Regions from separate parts of the Capsicum annuum genome. Here region 2 is linked to region 1. The links are chromatin contacts, called in public Hi-C maps. All regions are on one chromosome and are shown on one strand. The core of a region is the stretch at or near the end of the contact, and the rest is flanking DNA. Distances in the headings are between cores, read along the strand shown.

The links. Hi-C and Micro-C count contacts between places; a contact is called where the count stands out from the background.
Region 2: a Hi-C map of placenta shows a contact between it and region 1, with 4 times the contacts expected there. The contact joins the enhancer-like site here to the promoter of LOC107845976 in region 1. A contact is called at or near these places in 2 of 5 Hi-C or Micro-C datasets (leaf and placenta).

Annotation. Positions count from the first base shown.
Region 1 is chr10:164,657,129-164,663,590 of UCD10Xv1.1, forward strand. It overlaps LOC107845976, which reads left to right and starts at 2,079. Exons shown (of 4, transcript XM_016690503.2): 1 at 2,079-2,220; 2 at 2,330-2,420; 3 at 6,084-6,214. The coding sequence starts at 2,352.
Region 2 is chr10:165,644,498-165,651,694 of UCD10Xv1.1, forward strand. It overlaps LOC107845974 ((DL)-glycerol-3-phosphatase 2), which reads right to left. Exons shown (of 6, transcript XM_016690494.2): 6 at 6,923-7,197. The coding sequence ends at 7,154. Among protein-coding and RNA genes, the nearest start is that of LOC107845974, 25 kb to the right of the region's middle. Within about 2 kb of position 1,559, at least 5 of the 5 cell types and tissues checked have an H3K27ac peak or open chromatin away from gene starts, as enhancers often do. A contact at or near this core is called in leaf, where this site is marked.

The DNA.
Region 1 (6,462 bases), core at 829-3,328:
TCTAGGGTTTATGATTTAGGGTAATAGTGAGATTGATGACGATGTCACGCATTGTATTGGGGAAGGATGGTTGAATTGGATGCTCATTTCAGAAGTTTTATGTGATAAAAAAGTGCCCCCGAAGCTTAAAAGTAAGTTATATAGAGTGACAGTCCAATCGACTATGTTGTATGAAGTGAAGTGTTGGCCAGTTAAGAACTCCCACATTCAAAAGTTGAAGGTGGCATAGATGAGGATGTTGAGATGGATGTGTGGCCATACCAGGAAAGATAGGGTGAAGAATGAGATTAATCGGGAGAAGGAGGGAGTGGCTTCTGCGGAGGATAAAATGCGAGAAGTGAGGTTACGTTGGTTCGACCACGTGATGAGGAGGGGATTTGATTCTCTATTGCGGAGGTGTGAGACACTGCTATGAATGATTTTAGGCGGGGTAGAGGTAGGCTGAAGAAATATTGAAGAAAGGTGATTAAGCATGATATGCAGTGGTGGATCTACCCTTTGCCAAGGGGGTTCATCCGAACCCCCTTCAGCAAAAAATTATGCTATATATGTATGGTAAAAAAATTTTTATGTACATATATTAGATGTTGAACCCCCTTCGATTAGTTCGTATGTTCACTTATGAACCCCCTTCGTGAATATCCTGGCTCCGCCACTGATGATATAGAGCAGTTACAGCTTACAGAGGATATGGCCTTTGATAGGAAGGTATGGAGGATGCGGATTAGGGTAGAGAGTTAGAGGGTGAGAGTACGTCGGTAACAACAGGGGAGTGTTCTTTATTTGTGTCTGAAGTTTCTTGTTCATGGTGTTGAGTGATGTCTTTGGTTTCGAATAGATAATTTTTAGTATTATCTTGTGGCTAGCGGTGTTAGTTTATTTTGTATACTGTACTAGTTTATATGCATTTATGTTTTGTGTTTGTTATACTGTTACTGGTCCTAAGTCGAGGGTCTATCGAAAATAACCTCTCTACTTCACCTGAGGTAGTGATATGGTTTACGTACACTCTACCCTCCTCAAACCCTACTATGTAGGAATACACTGGGTATATTGTTGTTATTGTTGATTTTATTAAAAATTTAAACCAAAATAAAATATATTTTTTGAGAATATTTTTATTATTTAAAAATAAAAATAAAACATTTCCTAAAATTCAACTCTTATCTTTAAAAGAAAATCTTTTTCACAATTTTCAAAGAAACCTACTAAAAATGAAATAAGAGTTAAAATCTTTAACTTAAAGATAATATTTTGACATAAATAAATACTTAATATCAAAAATAGATTAAAGCTTGGAGAAGATAAAAAATCACGTGTTTATAAATATTAGATTTAAGTAAAAAAAAAATTAAAATCGAACACTTTGAGAAACGCTATGTAATTTCCTCTGAAATTATTCAGGAGAAGGTGGGAGTGGTGTCGGTAGAGGATAAAATGTGGAAAGTGAGGTTGAGATGGTTTGGCCGTGTGATGAGGAGGGCCGCAGATGCCCCGGTTCGTAGGTGTGAGAGGTTGGCCTTGGATGGTTTCAAGTGGGGTAGGAGTAGACCTAAGAAATACTGGAGGGAAGTGATTAGATGTGACATAGAGCAGTTATAGTTGACTGAGGACATGACCCTGAATAGAAAGGAATGGAGGAAAAACATTAGGATAGAGGGTTAAGGTGGGTGAATGAGTCGTGGTAAGTAGGTAGGAGGGCTTGGATGTCTTTTGTTTGGCAGTGTTGCATATTTTTGTGGATGTCGTATCTATATTTTTTATCGTGTTCCATGCTTTTGATGTTTTTATATACTGTCCTTTGTCTTGAGCCGGGGTTTATCGAAAACAGCCTCTCTACTTCGTTAGAGGTAGTGGTATGATCTGCGTATACTCTATCCTCTCCAGACCCCATGTGAGAATCTACTGGATTTGTTGTTGTTGTTGTTGTTCGGTTTGTTTAGTTAGGTAATTTTACTGAATTATGAGCCCATTTAAAAGAGTCCAAACTACACTAAAGTTTGAACTTCTTTTTGTAAGCCCAACTACTATCCATTTTGTTTGTTTGTCGTGTTGCATTTTGGTGACCTTCCTGAACTTCTTTTTGTAAGCCCAACTACTATCCATTTTGTTTGTTTGTCGTGTTGCATTTTGGTGACCTTCCTGGAGATAATACAAAGTCAAATCACTTACATGTAATAAGATAGAGCTCCCTGTCCTCTTCCACCAAAAATTTGACAGGTAATTTAATTTAAATTTCCACTAAATTCTTCTCCTTGTTATTATTCTCTCTCTATATATTATTGCTATTGTAACTGATGATTCATTGTCTTTGTTGGACCATATACAGAGTTGAACAGTTTATGAGTTGAATGGAAGTGGCTTCGAATTTCCAAACTTTGTCTTTTGGACCAAGAATCAGTCGACCCTACGCGAATTTCGTGAGTTTTTATGTTGTCGTAATAAATTTGTCATCTGATCCGGATAACCTCGATTTTTGAGTTGTTTGGGGTTGTTTATAAGGGTTTTTGTAGTGTTTGAGGAAAAATGCTAGGGTGTTATTTTGAGAAGCTGTGTTATTTTGAAGTTTTAGGTTCCTTTCTTCGTAACACTGTTTAGGAATACTTTATGTGATTATCTTTTGCAAGATAATGGGTAATATACTCAGTTTATTGTCAAAAAAGAAATGATTTTTTTTAATAATTGTGGTGTCCAGGCCAGGCCCACTTTCGTGTACCTCGACTAATTCCTGGGATATCTACAACCTCTCACCAGCAACAAGTACCTTATTAACTCTGTCCACCAAGGCTAACCAGGCTAAGGCAGATGAAAAGAAATCAGCTAGTTTTTTGCCTCTGCTGGGACTTCAACCTAAGACCTCATAGTTCTCACCCACTTCATTGAGCACTAGGCCACACCCTTAGGTGCAAAAAGAAATGCTTTTTTTCTCTCACTGATTTTAATGATTGTTCAGGTCTTTGAGGGATCTTGCTTTGCTTTTTATCCATGGAGTTAGTTGTTTATACCCAAACTTATCTCTCATCTGGAAATAATATTTCTCTATTCTATGAAATAAATTTTCCAAAAGTATTCACTTTGGATCTTCCACGTATTCAGCTCGTCTCTCAGGCTCATGGCACAACTCCTATTTGCACTAACATTGTTGATAAAACCTTGATAATGAAAAGGCAAACTTTGGCACCTAAGGATGTGGCCTAGTGGTCACCAAAATGGGTGAGAACCATGACAAAAAACACTGGGTGATGTCTTCCCATTTATCATAGCCTTGGTGGATAGTGATACCTGGTACTTTTCATGGAATTAGTTGAGGTGCACACAAGTTGGACCAGACACCACAGTTATCCAAAAAAAAAAAAAAAGAAAGGGAAACTTTGTGGCAATTGCAGAAAGCCTGTTAAGTGTTAATTTCCCAAATTTATCATTGACCTTTTGATTGATCAAGTTCTTTTTTCGATCAATTGAATGTTTGATTGGTTAACACAGCTTTCATCCAAACAACAAAGGAGATGCTTTCAAATTAGTTCTCATTTCTGTCAGATTTCTGTTCCGTTTCCCTGCTTTTTCCTCCTCCTTTTCTGGTTTCCTATTCTTCTTGTGCTGAATCATTAAGAAGACACTGCCATGGATTCTTCTCTTCTAGCTCTCTTCGTTTTACTCATTTTTGTAAAAACATTGATCCATTGCTGGGTTTATAAGGACATGATTACAATGTCAAAATAAGAACATTGCTGCATTTGCGAGTATTTGAATGGATATTTCGGAGCTTGAGTTGTTAATGGTTGATGGTTACGCATAAAGCCATGATAGGGGTAAATGCTAAGGTTGTTGATGTGTAATATTCAGAAAATTAATGAATTAGTGTTACAACAGGCTGGCATGATAGAGGTAGTGGTGGTGAAGGTATGAATGTGGTGCAAAGTTGCTATTTGTCAAATGGAGACTATAGGTCCTAAAGTGAATTTTCGCCAGGGGATTTGGTCTTGTGGTAGGAGCACTAGCGCGATCATTGGATTAGATTTAAATCACGGGTTAGAACTGTGCTGCAGATAAAAACTTGATATTTAAGTGTAGAAGGGTAGAGGAGCAGCCTGCCCATTATCAACTGAGTTCAAATCATGCACCACTCGTATTTGAAGGTTTTTCGATTATAAAAAAAGATCCTAAAGTGAATATCTTTCATCTTTCGATATGGTAATATTTCCAAAAGTGATGGTTAAGGGCCCACAATAGAGCCATATAATCTTTTGGTCCTGCAGAAGTGTTTTTGTAGTTTTCGTTTGTTCTTTGCTTCCAGTAATCTTAAGTTTTGTTAATAAATATCCGTATGTCTGAGATATGTCTTTCATGATTTCATCTACTTCTGCCTGGTAATGATGGTGTTTCACTTCCTGTTGCTCATCTGCGGTTGCCACTGTTGCTGTTTTTGCTGTCTTTCTTTCTACCCTTGGAATTTTTAATCACTTAAATCCTAAGCTTTTCTTTTACCATTCTGCTGATAATGAGCTCTTAAGCCCCTCAATTCATCAGCTATAGTAAATTTCAATCAGTTTAACCCAAATTTGTTCCCTGGCGCGCTGCACCAGAGTTAGTGAACATGACAATTTGGCATGCTAGAAAACTTTCTCATGCAGGTAGATTACAGTTAATGCAAACAGTCCTTTTTGGCATTCAATCTTACTGGTCCCAACTCTTTATCATCCCAGCAAAGATCCTTAAACTTATAGTTTCCAACTGTAGACGCTACCTCTGGTCTGGTAACAATGCCATCACAAAAAACGCTTTAGTGGCCTGGGGCAGAATGTGTACCCCTAAGTCTATAGGAGCTCTGAATCTCATTAATACCCACCTATGGAACAAAGCTGCAATTGCAAAAACTAGTTGGGATCGAGCTCATAAACAAAACATATTATGGATTCGATGGATTCATACTTATTACATCACGACCAACTCAGTATCTACTGCTCCTACACCTAACCCAGGCTCTTGGATGATTAGAAAGATGATGACCACTGGTATTTTGGAGCAAACTCGAACACTGACACAGAGGCCCACATCTATCAGAACTATCTACCTGAAACCATTATGTGATAATCCTAGAGTTCCCTGGAGTTTATGCTGTTTGGCAATAATGCAAGGCCAAAAGCCAGATTTACTCTTTGGCTTCAATTGCAGAACAGACTACAAACTACTGATAGGCTTAGTGGGGATTGAATGTTGATACAAAATGCAAGCTATGTCAAGTACAACTGGAATTAAGGGATCATTTGCTTGTTCACTGTGACTTCACTAAGCAACTATGGAGCAGGATCATGAATTGGTTGCAATGGCATTGGAGTGCAACAACAACCTGGGATACTCACCTAGCTTTGGCCATGCTTTGCTCTAAGGGCAAATCTCAGAATGCACAGCTTTTCAAAATGGTCTAAGCAGAGCTTGTGTATGCAATTTGGATGGAGAGAAACGTCAGAACCTTTGAAAACAAGAGAAGAAGATGTGAAGAGCTAGCAAGAGATAGTATCTATACCTGTAATGTACGAGCTCCCATTAGGATCAAGGCAAAAATCCAGAAGCAGAGCAGCTTATGTTTTAAATTTCCCTTAGTTCCCTAGCTGACTATTCTATGTTTCCTTTTTGGATAGAAAATTGTGTTGGTTTACATTGGTGACTAATACAATCGTGTTAGTTACCCGGAAAAAAAAGAGTACATGACAATTTGGTCTGGGAAAAAGGAGAAAGTTCAGCAGTTGCCTGTTACGATAGTTTAAGGAATTGTAGTTGAAATTTCCAAAAAATGGAAGAAATGTCTACATTTGAGCGATTGTCAGTAGTCTAAATCTTCTTCCATTAATATTATTAGTTTTATCGTGGTGTTATACTAGTAAGAGAAACTGTTATTGATTGCAGAATTTAATATGATTTTTTTTATAAGTAATGATATCATATAAATGGAGAAACAAACACTAAGATGGTGCGTTAAAAATTACAAAGTGTGCAAGTCGTCAATCATATCTAGCATGGAATCTACCTCATTTACAATGGGAATTTGGTATAAAATTTTACTTTGTCTTCAACTTTCATTGCAGGGGCACATTGAGTTCAGAGGATACATAGCTTCAGCTCTTTCCAATCTCAAAGGTGTTCAGATTGATCACCGCCTTCCTTCACCTTTTCAAATGCAATTCAATGCAGTTTCAACTGGCAGAATCAAAATCAGGTCTGGATATTTGCCTGGTCATGGTGCTTTTGATTCAAAAAGTGGAAATTTCAGTAAGTTCTACTTGCTTAGCTTGAAGATTTTCAAAAAGTATGACTTATCTCTCAAACGAAAGTTGTTTACAACTTGGAGCCTGTTTGGATTGGCTTATTTTAAGTGCTTTTAAGCACTTTTATAGTGTTTGGAAAAACCAAAAAGTGCTTAGAAGCGCTTGATTTTAAGTCAAAATGATAAAAGTAAGCCACAAG
Region 2 (7,197 bases), core at 309-2,808, 990 kb after region 1:
AATGTCTTAAATAGAACGGAGAGTGAAATAATGACATTTACTTCTTTTTCTTGCATTTTGAAAAATGATAGAATTACAAATTTTTTTGAAATAGTGCAAGTTTTATGAATGAATATCTCATTTTTGGTTTTTTAAATTTTTTTGGTTATTTGTTATTTTGTCTTCTTAAAATGAAGATCCATTATAAAAATATTAATTACGCATGTTAGAAACAAAATTATGTGTTGAACATAACAAGTTTTTAAGTGGTATTTTTTCATTTTTATTTGATATTTTAAAAGTTATATTTCTCTCTTTTTTTTCTTTTATTATATAGGAGTATCTTATTTTGCAAATCTAATTCAATAAAGAAGAAGCGGAAAAGAAGGATGTTATAAAAATTTTGTAAGAATATTAAATTAAACCATGTGAAATTTTTCTATTTATTATTTATAAAATAAATATTGTATCATAAGATTACAAAATTATTATAATAATATGTAGAAAAACTATAAGTTATTTTGGATTTTCAATTTAGTTCTTTTATGAGATATAACAATTATTTTAATATTAAAAATATAATTATGATAATATCATTTCGTCGGTAAGATACATATTATGTTTTGACAAATAGCACAATAAGGTATAAAAGTCAATAGTTAAGCGACAAGAGAACTTAAAAAAAAAATAACGTTGAAAATATTATGATATCGAGGAACAATTAATAACATTATGGTTGAAAATGGTTATTATGGTTGAAAATGTAAACAAATGAATATTTTTATTATAAGAATATAGCAATACATATTTAATTATATTAATAATATGTAAGAAAACTAAGTTATTTTGGATTTTAAATTCAGTTCTGTTATGAGATATAACATTTATCTTAATATTGAATGTTTAATTATAATAATATCACTTTGTTGATAAAGTACATATTATTTTTTGGCAAATAGCACAACAAGGTACAAAAATCAATAGTTAAGTGACAAGAGGACAAAAAGAAAAAAAAGCAAACAACCTTGAAAATATTATGATATCTAGGAACAACTAATAACATTCCGGTTGAAAGTGTAAACAAATGAATTTTTTTATTATAAAAATATAACAATCCATATTTGATTATATTTCTTTAACAACCGTGCGAAGCATGGATATATTCACTAGTTCCAAATGCCACAACCTAGCAACATAGAGAAAAAGAAAGTATAACTTTTCAAGTTCACAAGTTATATAAACAATCATTTCCTATTGAAGTGTGCATCAACTACCAAACTAACCCTCTAATTTAATACGTACCCTTCATAATATCCTATCTAAGAGTGTGTCGTAGTTGTGTTATGTTATTAGTAAAAAGGAAAAAAAAACTCTAGTGTTGTAACAACGAGTATCCCATGCGATCTTAGCATGTAATATTGAGGAAATTCATCATTTCGAATACCATAACCTAGCAACATAGAGAAAAAAGAAGTGTACTTTTCAAGTTCACCAGTAATGCAAATAATCATTTTCTACTGAAGTGCATATTTTAATATTAAGGCAAAACACATTGATAACCCCCTAGTATTCTCATGTGTCATTTTCACACATTTTGCTCACATGTTAAAGTGAGTGTATCAGATTCATTTGAGGAGGTGGGAAGCTTATTTAGTTAATTTTGTTTTATTTTTCTCTTTTTCTTCCACATTTTTTCTTGCCATTATTTTTCAAGATTAAAACTCAAACATGTTCATCAATGATCCAAATTGAAAGAAAATGGATTTCTTTGATCGAAATTCATCTGCATTTTATTTTTAGCTCACAAAGAAAAGAGTAATTTATTCAAAAATAGGATCATACCCAATTCATACTCAAAAATTGAATCATCTGAAAAATCTAATTTAAAAAAAAATTAGAGGAATTATACTCACAAATTGAATCACACCCAAATGGGTTTCCTTAAAAGAAATTAATCTACTATTACAAAATTGTCAAAGAAAAAACACAATCTTTTATTCGAAAACTTACAATTTTTCCATCCTTCTTCATACCAAATTTTGCTTTTAAAAAGAAACCTCTCTGCTAGTATTTTTCAAGCTTCTTCATGTGTTTTGGGTAAAAATTATTGAAGAAAGGTGGACTAATATCTATAATTCTTCAGCTTTTTAGTTGTTGTTGTTTTTTTTTTTAATTTTAAGTTTTGAGTTATTATTAGAAGTGATTTGAAAAGAAAAACTTTGAATAAGTCGTTTGGGGTATTATGGAGAAGACAGCGCCGGGCTGTGGCGGGGGTGGCTTCAGCAAATAATAAAGTTTTGAGGTGTGTTGTAGAAGACAGTTGGATGGGGGGGTGAAAATGTTATTTTTTAAGTAACCTTGAAATTAATTATGTGGAAAAAATGACAGGTGTTATCTATTCAGTAGTGGGGTTTTAAAAAATATGTATTTTTATTTATTATTTTTTTTGCTGAAAATTAGTTTCCTGTTTATTTTTCTTTTAATTTATTTTAAAATTATTATGTTACACTCAAATGTAACATGTCCTTTTTTAATTAGTCATTATGACATGTCATTCGCGAGTATATTATATTTTCTCTGTAATTTTAGTTGATTGCGGAAAAGGCATCAAAATGACACAACTTAACACTAATTAAGGTGTTTAAAATAAACAATGACTAGTTGAGATTTCAAAATAAAAGTTCATGTCAAATTTAGGAGATTGTCAATGCGTTTGACCTAATATTAACAAAGAATTGCAAGTTAAATAGTAAGTTATTTCATTTTAGAAACCGAATCGATTTTCATTTGCATGTCATCACGTAAATTAACTTTTGAGATTCATAAAATTTTAAGCTCAAGATGCGACTCTTATTATAAATTAATATACTAGTAGTTTATTTTCATCTAAATCACGGCTTATTATAAATTAAAGAGTAAATTATCAGAAACATACCTACATCATTTTTTATTTGAATTTTATACTCAACCTATCACTCATTATTTGAGGAACACACCTCAAGTAATATATGATGATGTCCATAATTTACTCTCTCTTTTATTTAAAAAGCCTCGCCACATGACACTCGAAATGGACAAATAGATTCCACCTCAGAAAAAATTAATAAAATGATAACTTCTAATTCAAATAATTAATCTCATATCAGGTGCTTACCATTTAAACTTTTTTTTTTTTTTAATATTTCAGTTTTAAAATTTTTCATTTTTGCTATAAAGAACAGCCAAAATCAATTTTTTGAGAAATTTGCCAATGTGCCAATCTCTCGAAGCTAATCTCTTTCAAGAACCTGAAAACAAACTCACAACATTTTCAAGGTGTTTTTTTTTTCCTTTTTACTTTTTTGCGAGGAGATTTTCATTTTTATCATTTAATATTCAATTGGAGTTATTGGTGCGCGACAGAGATACACATATAAGAATAAGACATAGGTCTAATTCTATAGAAGATTAATTGCTTTATAAATGTTATGAAATATAAGTAAGAACAAGAATAATAGGGAGAGGATAGAGAATAACTCTTATTTCTCTGAAGGATTTCTTGAGGGGTTTATTACAATGAAGAAAGATTCCTTTATTTATAGGGAAATACTAACCTTGTCCCAAAAGTTAGGGAATCGAACTTTTTCATAAATACACATTCACTATATATGCTAATACATTTTTAACACTTTCCCTTGAGTATCTAACTGATAGATAATGTGTCTCGTTAAAACCTTATTAGAAAAAATTTCATGAAAAAAAAATCTATTGAAGGAAAAGAGTACATGTTTTTAACAATACGCATATAGACTGCCTCATTAAAAACCTTACAAGAAAAATTCAGTGGAATAAAACTTCGTAAGGAAAAAAGAGTGCATCGCATATCAACTCCCCTAATGAGAACATCGTTGAACCTTTGCATCCTGACTTATGTACCATCTTCTTGAAAGTTGCAGTTAGAAGAGACTTCCTGAATAAATCAGTCACATTGTTACTTGCACCTTAATATCACCATTATTTTGGAGTTCATGTGTACAAAAAATTTTTGACGAAATGTGCTTCACTCTATCTTCTTTTATGAATCCTCCCTTAAGTTATACTATGCATGTTGTATTATCTTCATATAAAGTCGTGGGTACTTTGTCACATTTAAAATTATATTTTTCTCGAATGAGATGTATCACGGATAGCAATCACAGACTCTAGGCTTGCTTCATGAATAACTATTATCTTAACATGATTTGATGGAGTGATTATGATAGACTACTTTGTAGATCTCCAAGATATGGCAGTACCCCACATATAAACACATATCATGCTTGAGACCGACCTTTATGCGGGTCAGACAAATATCCAACATCAACATAACCGACAAGATCGGGACTGCAATCTTTAGAATAAAATAAGCTCATATGTTTAATCCCATTTTGATGTTTCCTAATAGGAGCAGAACTATATTTTGCTAGCAACTAATCGAAAAGGAAACATCGAGCCTTGTAGTATTACTAGGAGACAAAACTATATCTTGCTAGTAAATCAACCAAAAAGGCTATGAAGGATTTTTTTGTATCAATGTGAAATGCCATATGGCAAGATTTTTTTAAATCAAAGAGAGTGTGTAGTACACACGCCATCAAGAGAGTGTAGTAAAAAAAATTGTGCGTCTCAAACTAATGAAGGATAATTTAGGTACGAAATTTACACTGCCAGTAGTTTAAGTATGAAACTCAAAAAAAAATAAAAAAATAACATTAGGTGTGTTTTTCATACTTCACTATAAACTTTATTTTCATCTGAATCACTCAGAGATGGGTTGAAATGAATCAACCCGATTTTTACTGATTTTTATTGACAACGACAGAACAATCAACTTTTATTGACTTTCAACATATAAACCACACTACGTTCTAAAAGGTACAGAACTGTATTTTTAAAATAGGTACAATTATATTCGAGAGTTTTGTTAAAATTCATATAGAAATTGAACGATTAAGATTACCATTGGAGAAGTTGGTTGACCTAAGAAGGAAGAAGAAGAAGAAACAAATATTATTTCATCAAAAACAGTTCATCCCAAAATACACTGGAACAGTGCTTATATAGAGCACTGTTTTTTTCTAACTAAATCTTAACAAATCTGCTCTACCTAATCTGACTTATGTTAATTACATATTTGCCCTTATACATCAAGTTATCCCTATCTCATTACTCCCCCCTCAAGCTAGAAGGTGCAAAAACATTCAGCACTCCTAGTTTGCCAACCAAACTTCCGCGTTGTGATCTGGACGATCCCTTAGGCAATATATTTGTCAATTGATCCTTAGAGCTTACATGTTCAGTCCTTATCATCCCATTTTGTATCTTTTGTCTGAAGAAATGAAAGTCAAATCTCTATAGGTTTTGTTCTTTCATGAAACACTATAGGTTACTCTGTTATCACTTAATACTACTACTGGTTCTGCCGTCTCACTCCCCAGTTCCTTTAATAAAGTTTTGATCCATATTACTTCTGAAATTGCACAAGCCATGCTCCTATACTCAAATTCTGCTGAACTCCTGGATACTAAACTTCGCTTCTTGGACTTCCATGATAATAAAGTATTACCATGTTTGATTAAGAATCCTAAAATTGACCTTTTAGTGTTTGGACATGATTCTCAATCTGCATCACAGAACACACACAATTGATTTGATATTTCTTCTAGTGATAAGTATTCCAAGCCCTGGTGCCCTTTTTAGATATCTCATCACTCTAATTGTTGTTTCCCAGTGTGATCTTTTAGGTTGCTGCAAGAATTAACTTAGGTTGCTGCAAGAATTAACTTAGTGTTTGGACCGAGTATGAAATGTCTGATCTGGTTTATGTCAATACAGCATCCTTCCTATCAGTCTTTGATATTGTTCTTTGTTCGCAGGAGCTTCATCATCAGTCTAATTTGTCAAGTTGTCTAATTCTTGTGTTGTAAGTTTGAGATTTATTTCAAGTGGAGTCCATACTGGTTTAGCATTTCCAAGTCCAAGTCTGACAAGATCTCTAATGCATATTTTTTTTTATTGACTAAAATTCCCCTTGCTGATCTAATGAACTCCATTTCAAGGAAACGTTTTAGTTCACCGATATCCTTGGTTTTGAGAACTGTTGCAATGACGACTCAGTATCTTTTATAAGAGTCAAATTGCTACCGGCCATCAACATGTCATCAACATACACAAGTATAACCACTATATTTTACCCTTCTATTTTGATAAACAAGGAGTGATCTAGAGTGCTTTGAGTAAAACCAGATTTAAGCCATGCTTCACAATTTGAGATTTCATTGTCTTCTTGCTTTCTTAAGCCCATAACGATTTCACAAGTATACATATTAAACCAGACTCTCCCAGACTAGGAAATCCCTCAGGCAATTGCATATAAACCTCATGTAAATCCTCCTTGTAAGAAAACATTATAAATATCTAATTGCATCAGGATCAGCGGAGCTCCAACGGTATCGAAGGGATGTAAGAATAGAGCATGATTATGGTTGAATTTCACTGCTGCCATTGTTGAAGCGCGGAATATCAAGGTCGGAAATCGAACAATTCTAGAAAAAAAAAAAAACTCACTATATGTGGTTGTAAAGCTCTGATTCCTTGTTAAAATTCATATAAAAATTGAACGATTAAGCTCACCATTGGAGCAGTTGGTTGAGCTAAGAAGGGAGAAGAAGACAGATATTATTTCATCAAAAACAATTCATCCCAAAATACAATGAAACAGTGCTTATATAGATCATTGTTTTATTCTGACTCACTCTTAACAAATCTGCTCTACCTAATCTAACCGACTTATAATAATTACATATTTCCCCTTATACATCTAGTTATCCTCATCTCATTACTTTTGACATACAATTCCATATGACAAGGGAGATAACCTACTACGTAAAAGGGTCAGTTGGCTGCTGGGGGTAGGGGTGGAGGATTGGGAGAATGTAGTTTTACCATATCAGAAGAAATATCATGCGGGCATACATGAGTTGCAATACAATAAATCCTCAGATTCTTCATTTCAACATAAAGTGAACCTTCAGTATCTAAAATAATAAGTAGAGCTGAATATTCTATGAATAACAACTGAGGCGAAACCCAAAAGTCCGAATTTTGAACTCATAAAAGGCGCTATTGGGAACTTAAGGATCATGATCAAACTAAACTAATATAGTTTGGTTGATGCATTTTCAAATCGAGGCAATCCCC